Linked DNA regions of Callithrix jacchus: region 2 is linked to region 1. A link is a contact called in public Hi-C data. All regions are on one chromosome and are shown on one strand. The core of a region is the stretch at or near the end of the contact, and the rest is flanking DNA. Distances in the headings are between cores, read along the strand shown. Region 1 overlaps SPTBN2 (spectrin beta, non-erythrocytic 2). Region 2 overlaps TOP6BL (TOP6B like initiator of meiotic double strand breaks).

The links. A called contact is a pair of places that touch in the nucleus more often than the background predicts.
Region 2: a contact with region 1 is called in a Hi-C map of skeletal muscle, with 17 times the contacts expected there. The contact joins two enhancer-like sites. A contact is called at or near these places in 3 of 3 Hi-C or Micro-C datasets (induced pluripotent stem cells and skeletal muscle).

What each region holds. Positions count from the first base shown.
Region 1 is chr10:123,772,087-123,776,078 of calJac240_pri, forward strand. SPTBN2 (spectrin beta, non-erythrocytic 2) reads right to left here. Exons shown (of 37, transcript XM_078341475.1): 21 at 2,033-2,257; 22 at 1,686-1,775; 23 at 1,107-1,367; 24 at 877-1,007; 25 at 443-647. Among named protein-coding and RNA genes, the nearest start is that of RBM4B, 15 kb to the left of the region's middle. Within about 2 kb of position 2,270, at least 4 of the 16 cell types and tissues checked have an H3K27ac peak or open chromatin away from gene starts, as enhancers often do.
Region 2 is chr10:123,925,462-123,929,453 of calJac240_pri, forward strand. The region is part of intron 12 of TOP6BL (TOP6B like initiator of meiotic double strand breaks); the gene reads left to right. All of the region lies in intron 1 of LOC128929010 (a long non-coding RNA gene), which reads right to left. Among named protein-coding and RNA genes, the nearest start is that of RCE1, 8.4 kb to the right of the region's middle. Within about 2 kb of position 1,685, at least 2 of the 16 cell types and tissues checked have an H3K27ac peak or open chromatin away from gene starts, as enhancers often do.

The DNA of each region.
Region 1 (3,992 bases), core at 1,020-3,519:
CTATTGCCCAGGCTGAAGTGCACTGGCATGAGCACAGCTCACTGCAGTGTCGAACCCCCAGGCTCAAGAGATCCTCCCACCTCAGCCTCCCGAGTAGGTGTGCCTACAGGCATGTACTGCCATGCTTGGCTAATGAAAAAAATTTTTTTGGAGAGATGGGGTCTCACTATGTTTCACAGGCTGGTCTAGAGCTCCTGGACTCAAGCAATCCTCCCACCTCGGCCTCCCAAAGTGCTAGTATTACAGGTGTGAGCCATTGTGTGGCCGTTGTGCCCAGCTTCTTCAATTCACATACTTCCAAACCAGGAGGACAGTGCCTGCTCAGCCTGGTCTTGCCCGGTTCCCCCCAGTGCTCTGCCTCCTAGAAATGAGGTCCTAGTCTCCCTGTGAGTCCTCCACTCTTCCCATGGTTGATCTGAGCTGGGTGCCCTCCTATACTCACAGTTACATGCTCGTAGTCCTGGCCCAGCTCGTGGGAGGCCGCCACCACCTCTCGCTCCTGGATCCACTGCTCCAGATCATCCAGCTCGCGGCGGAGCTGGCACAGCCGGAGGTGCTCCTGCAGGCGCTCCCGCCGCTCTCCCGCCAGCTCCTTCAGGCCAGCATACAGCTTGTCCACCTGCGCTTGGCGGATCGATATGCGCGTGCTGCAGGGAGAGTTGGGAGGCACCATGGGACTCAAGGGATGTAGCTCTGACCTCCGGCCTGTTCTGGAACACTGTCCCTCTGAGTTTCCCAACAGCTTGCCCAATTCCTGAGCTCCAGCTTTCTCGAAGGCTCTGTGCACACAGCACTGAAGGCTCCATATTCCCTGCACCTTCCTATTCCTGCAGCCGGCTCCTCCCCAAGGCTAAGCCAGGATGCTACTGCACCCACCTCTCTGGGTGCTCGTGGTCAATCATGTCCTGGCTGCTGGCTGCCAGCTGGTGGATGGTCTGTGCATAGTCAGCCAGGGCTTGCTCCAGCACCTGGTGCTTCTTCACCTCTGCCTGGGCACTCAGTTCATCCTGGGGGAAGGGACGGTGGGAGGGGACAGTGACATCAGGCGGTGGGTCAGCGGGAGGGCAGAACTGGCCACACACCCCGGGCTCTGCCCTGGCCCTCACCTTGGCCTTCTCCTGGCCCATCATGTGTAACTCCTGCTCACCCATCCAGGCCTCCGCCTCAGCAGCATCGCGGTAGAACTGCTGGGCTCGCAGGGCCTCCTCAAGTCGCTTCCCTCGAAGTTCCAGCTCATGGCCCAGGCGTTTCCACATTTCCTGCAGCTCAGCCAGCTCTGGGCCTGCCGCGGCTGCACCTAGCACATGCTGCCGCTCCCTCAGGTCCGCGATCCGGGGCTCATGGCCTTGAATCTCTTTTTGCAGGGTCTGCCCATGGCCACGGAAGAGAAAATGCTGAAAGTCCTCCCCAGCCTCACATGTTCCCGGAGACCACACTTCACCCCTGTGCCTCTCTCCTGCCTGGGTCCTCTGCTTCCTCTCCTAGCCCAGGAATGCAATGGTAATGCCCCTCAGCCCTCATTCTCTCCCACTGAGAGGACCTACCCTCCCAAGGAGGGAGGAGAGAGAGCCACTGAAGCCCAGGATTGTACTCAACATCAAGGTGGGGCCTGATCCTAAAAAACACACGTCCAAGACTGGGGAGGCTGCTGGGAACTTCTCTTTTGCCTTCAGCCTCTGCCTCACCTGGTTTTTCTTCATGAGAAGCTGGACACTGGGCAGGTCCTTGCCATGTTCCATGGAGCTGGCCATGGGCAGCCGCTCTGTCACCCACAACTGGAAGAGAAAGGGGGTCAGTGGAGGCCCAGAGGGCAAAGCGAGCACCAGGGACTGGTTACTGGGAGTGGGGACACCTGGGGCTACTGCCACATGTGTAGGGAACAGTCATCTCTGGTTCTGGGGGACATCCCCAAGTCTCCCTAGAGGGGAGATTGTTAATGCCAAAGAGAAGAGGGAACAGAGCCCTGCTGGCATCTCCCCAGCATACAGGAGGGAGGCTGGAAAGCTTGCTGTCTTTGGCCTTAGTGACTCACAATCTCATCTTCCACGTCCCGGTGGAACTGGTGCTGCTCTCGAGAAGCCTGCAGACGCTGGCAGCGTTCCCGCATGGGCTGGCACAAGGCCCTGAACTTCTCCTCCACGGCCCTTGAGGTCCTCTCCACCTCCCCTGCACCCTGGTCCTCCTGGGCCAGCGCTTTGGCCTGGGCCTGGATCGCCTCCACCTCCTTCTCTCTCACAGCCATCTCCCACTCCAGCATCTGCAACCGTGAGGAGGAAGGGCCTGTTAGCTCTGCATTTCCACTTTCACACCTAGCAGAGACACGCATCTCTATCAGCCCACTGTGGCTGCTTGGTGCTGTGGCTCACCCCAGGAAGAGCATCCCTTCATAGGCTGGATCAGTGGATCTCAAACTTTATGTACCCAAGAATCCAAGGGCGGAGGTTGAAAAATCCCTATTGAGTACTGTGCTCCTTACCTGGGTGATGGATTCAATTGTACCCCAAACCTCAGCATCACACAGTATACCCTTATAACAAACCCGCACACGCATACCCGAATCTAAAAGATTGAAATAAAAAAATCCAGGATAGTGTGATAACTGTGCCTGTTATCAACTGCTGGTCTCATCCCCAATCCATCGTGGTCCTGCTTTAGACACAGGAACTGGTCCCTGTAAACATTCCTCCTTTGCCAGCGGGCGCAATGCTAGGCCTTGTCAGCAGAGGGCGGTGGAGGGACACCACAGTGCCTAGAGGATGAGTATTCCACCCTTCCAGGTACTTTTCTTCCTCCTACAGCTCAACTGTCCACAGTGCGCAAGAGATCCGGTGGCTGTCACTCTCTGGCAAGTTTTGCTGCACTCCAGTGGCCACTTCCTGCTGGCCAGCCTTGGCTTGCTAGTTCCAGACCTGCTCTGGCCTGTGACACCCCAGAAAATTTCCAGGCTATTCAGTGGGTCTCTACCCTCTCTGAGGAGGTCTGAGACTCAGCCATCTTGCTACTTCCTGGGGGACTCCTTGATCCCACAGGTAGCATCTCCCTACACTTCCTATTCTGTATATTTTTTTTTTTTTGACACTGAATCTTGGTCTGTTGCCAGGCTGGAGCGCAGTGGTGAATCTCGACTCACTGCAACCTCTGCATCCGGGTTCAAGCAATTCTTTCACCTCAGCATCCCGAGTAACTGGGACTACAGGCACGCGCCACCACACCCAGCTAATTTTTGTAGTTTTAGTAGAGACGGGGTTTCACCATGTTGGCCAGGATGGTCTCCATCTTTTGACCTCATGATCCACCCACCTCGGCCTCCCAAAGTGCTGGGATTACAGGCATGAGCCACCGTGCACGGCCCCCATTCTATATTCTTTAGAGCAGGGACCAGTAAGTCCAGCTCACTGCCTATCTTTATAAAGTTTTTATTGGACCACAGCCGCACCTCTTTTTTTAAAAATTTTTGAGACAAGTCTTGTTCTGCCCCCCAGGCTGGAGTGCAGTGGCTCCCTCACAGCCCACTGCAGCTGCAACTTCCCAGGCTCAGACAATCTTCTCACCTCAGCCTCCTGAGAATCTGGGACTACAGGTACATGCCACCACCAGGCCTGGCTAATTTTTGTATTTTTTTGTGGGGATGGGGTTTCCCAAAGTGCTGGGATTACAGGTGTGAACCACCACGCCTGGCCACAACCCTTATCTTACATATAATCCACAGCTGCTTTTACAAGGGCAGAGTTGAAGGGCTGTGACAGATCTTATGACCCGCGAAGCCCCAAATATTTACTATTTGGTGCTTTACTGAAAAATTTTTCTGACCCCTGCTGTAGAGTTCTCTTTACCACCTTTTACTAATTCCTACTTTTTTGAGATAGAATCTCACTCTGTCGCCCAGGCTAGAGTGCGATGGCACCATCACAGCTCACTGCAACTTCCACCTCCTGGGTTCAAGCCATTCTCCTGTTTCAGCCTCCCAAGTAGCTGGGATTACAGGCATGCAC
Region 2 (3,992 bases), core at 435-2,934, 150 kb after region 1:
GGCTGTGCCTTCTAGGATGTACTTCCCAGGAATGTGTCTGCTGTTCCTTTCAGCTGGTACACCACAAATACTCTTGCCAGTTTCCCTCTGACTGGAAAGGGACTTGGAAAGCTGCCGTCCACACCTTGAGTAAATAAAGCTAAAATGCTTTGTATCCATTTCCTGGGAATGCTGTGAGAAATTAACATAAACTTGAAGGTTTAAAAACAACCAAAATTTATTCTGTCACAGTTCTGGAGGCCAGAAGTCCAAAATCAAGGTGTTGGCAGGGCCACACCCCCTCCAAAGTTTCTAGAGAATCCTTTCTTGCCTTGCCTCTTCTAGGTTCTGATGGAAACTGTTCCTTGGCTTCCTGTAGCCTGCGTAACTCCAAACTGTACTCCATCTTCATGTTGCTTTCTCCCCGTCTCTCAAATTTCTTTCTGCCTTCTTTTTTTTTTGAGACTGAGACTCACTCTGTCACCCAGACTGGAATGCAGTGGTACAATCTCAGCTCACTGCAACGTCCACCTCCAGAGTTCACGTGATTCTCCTGCCTCAGCCTCCTGAGTAGCTGGAATTACAGGCGCCCACCACCATGCCCGGCTAATTTTCGTATTTTTAGTAGTGACAGTGTTTTGCCATGTTGGCCACACTGGTCTCAAACTTCTGACCTCAGGTGATTTGCCTGCTTTGGCCTCCCAAAGTGCTGAGATTACAGGCCTGAGCCACCACACCTGGTCTGTGCCTTTCTCTCATAAAGATACCTGCCAGCTGGGCGCAGTGGCTCATGCCTGTAATTCCAGTACTTTGGGAGGCTGAGGCAGGTGGATCATGAGGTCAAGTGATCAAGACCATCCTGGCCAACATGATGAAACACCGTCTCTACTAAAAATACAAAAATTAGGCCAGGTGCGGTGGCTCATGCCTGTAATCCCAGCACTTTGGGAGACCAAGGTGGGTGGATCATGAGGTCAGTTCAAGACCAGCCTGCCCAAGATGGCGAAACCCTGTCTCTACTAAAAATACAAAAAAATTAGCTGGGTGTGGTGGCAGGTGCCTGTAATCCCAGGTACTCAGGAGGCTAAGGCAGAGAATTGCTTGAACCTGGGATGTGGAGATCGCAGTGAGCGGAGATGTTGCTACTGCACTCCAGCCTGGGTGATACAGCGAGACTCTGTCTCAAAAAAGAAAAAAAAAAGGTATCTGTCATTGGATTTAGGGACCACTCAGGATCTAGGAGTGTTTCAGCCTGTGAAGTCCTTTTAACTTGGGCCTCTGTGATATCCCAGTAAGACCTAAAAAAAATATTCTGGGCCAGGTGCATTGGCTCACTCCTGTAATCTCAGCACTTTGGGAGGCTGACGCAGGTGGATCACTTGAGGTCAGGAGTTTGAAACCTGCTTGGCCAACATGGTGAAATCCCATCTCTACTAAAAATACAAAAATTAGCCTTGCCTGTTGGCACACGCTTGTAATCCCAGCTACTCAGGAGGCTGAGACATGAGAATTGCTTGAATCCAGGAGGCAGAGGCTGCAGTGAGCCAAGATCGTGCTACCACCGTACTCCAGCAAGGGTGACAGAGCAAGACTCTGTCTTAAAAAAAAAAAAAAAAAAAAAAAATCTGACCTCTTTTACCCTGTTCTTTTGCTATAGTCATGGCTCATAGCCTCAGGGCCATTCATAGCCCAATTAACTTGGCAGATGGCTAGTGAACTCAAGTTCTTACCAGTAGTCATAGGTCTTAGAAGAAACACTTACTGAATCCCTAATCTGTGCCAAGGTTTTCACTTTAATCTCTGCAAAGATGTTATAAATTAGGTCACAGTTTAACCATTTTACAGATGAGGAAACTGGTTACAGAACTTTCATAATTTGCCCAGAGTCACACAGTCAGTAAATACAACGCTAGAATTTGTACTGAGATCTCCTGGCTCTGAAGTCTGGTAATACTGTTAACATAGAGGACTGGGCTGCAAGCCCAGGGAAGATGAGTGATCCAGGTCATTGGGTAGAACCCATGCTTCTCTCTCTACTCAGGATCATAGGGTTTTCCTCATAATGGCCATTTAGTGATAAATAACTTATTAGCGGTACAAGAGTGGCACCCAGTGGCTTCAGCTAAAACTACAAGACTAAGGATAATAGGTCAGATTCTTTTACCTGTAGGCCATTCTGTTTTAGCTGGCCTCTTGAGTAATAGGAAAGAAAACCATCTACTATATGCTTTATTGAGAAATTGAAAACAAAACGAGGGAATATATATTTAGAGTGTTACAGAGTAAGAATGGAGAGGGTATCGTTTTTATTTGTTTAGAGACAGGTTCTCACTATGCTGCCCAGGCTGGAATGCAGTGACTATTCATAGGTGTGATCACGATGCACTACAGCCTCAAGCTTAAGTGATCCTCCTGTGTCACCCTCCTGAGTAGCTGAAACTATAGGTGTGCACCACTGCACCTGGCTAGGAGTGGATATTTTAAGTCTGAATGTTGGAAGAGACAGTGGGCCAGGGAGGAGTGACCAAGATAGTACTCCAGGATTTAATGTCACAGGTGTGTCAGGGGAGTTAGAACTTAAACCCAGAATGAGCAGTAGTAACAAGGAGGCAATTTTCTAAGGAAAGGCATTGTTTCCGGTGGGCAGGGGGTGGAGTGGACTAGAAATAAATGTCTTATAGTGTTAAATCCAAGGAGGGGCCGGGCACAGTGGCTCATGCCTGTAATCCCAGCACTTTGGGAGGCCGAGGTGGGTGGATCACCTGAGATCAGGAGTTCACAACCAGCCTGGTGAACATGGGGAAACCATCTCTACTAAAAATACAAAAATTAGCTGGGCATGGTGGTGCATGCCTGTAATCCCAGCTACTCTGGAGGCTGAGGAAGAATTGCTTGAACTCAGGAGGTGAAGTTTGCCGTGAGCTGAGATTGCACCACTGCACTCCAGGCTGCACGACGGGAGGAAGACTATATCAAAAAGAAAAGAAAAGAAACAAAAATCCAAGGAGGTGTATCTTGAAGTAGGGCTGTCTTATCCGAGGGACAGATGATGAATGCAGGACATGCAAGGCTCCCAGATAGGCCTAGAGCTTTGTATTTCCATGTAGGTAATTCCTTGATCAGACCAATTTCAAGATAGGAGAAAGGTTTATCTATTACATGAGATTTCCCAAGCTAAAGCAAGAAAAAAAAGGAGTATCTCTCAAGAAAAAAAATGTTTGGGAAATATCCAGTTTCTTTCTTCACATCTTTAGTTATCTTTGCCCCTTTTATGTTCCTTGGAATGTAATTAGGAACTAAAACTTGTTTTATTAAACAATATATGATAGATGTCTTATAGAGATAATTGATGTGCCATAAAATGTACCATTTTAAAGAATAAAACTCATTGGCTTTAAGTATATTCACTATGCTGTGCAGCCATCACCACTAAATTCCAGAACCTCTCCATCATGCCATGAGCAGTACCTGTTCGCAGCGAGTCCCAGTTCCCCTCTTCCTTCAACACTGCCAACCACTAATATACCTCCCATTTCTATTGATTTGCCTATTCTGGATACTTCATATAGATGGAACCACACAACATGTGGCCTTTGTGTGACTTCTTTCATTTAGCATGTTCCCAAGGTTCATCTATGTTATTACCATGTAACACATAATTTCATCCATTCGTATGGCTGAATAATAGTCCATTGTATGGATATACCACATTGTTTATCCATTAATTAGTGGAACACAAGCTTTTTCTACTTTTTAGCTATTATGAATATGCTGTTATGAACACTTGTGTGGACATGTTTGTAACTCTCAGGTATATATCTAGGAGTAAAATTGCTGAGTCATATAACACTATGTTTTAACTTTTTTAAAGAACTTTCAAGCCGATTTCCACAGTCTGCACCATTTTACATTCCTGCCAGTACCGTGTGATGGTTCCAATTTCTCTGTACCCTCATGAACAGTTGTCAGTTTTTATTATTGGCATCCTAGTGCATGTGAAGTAATTTAGAGGT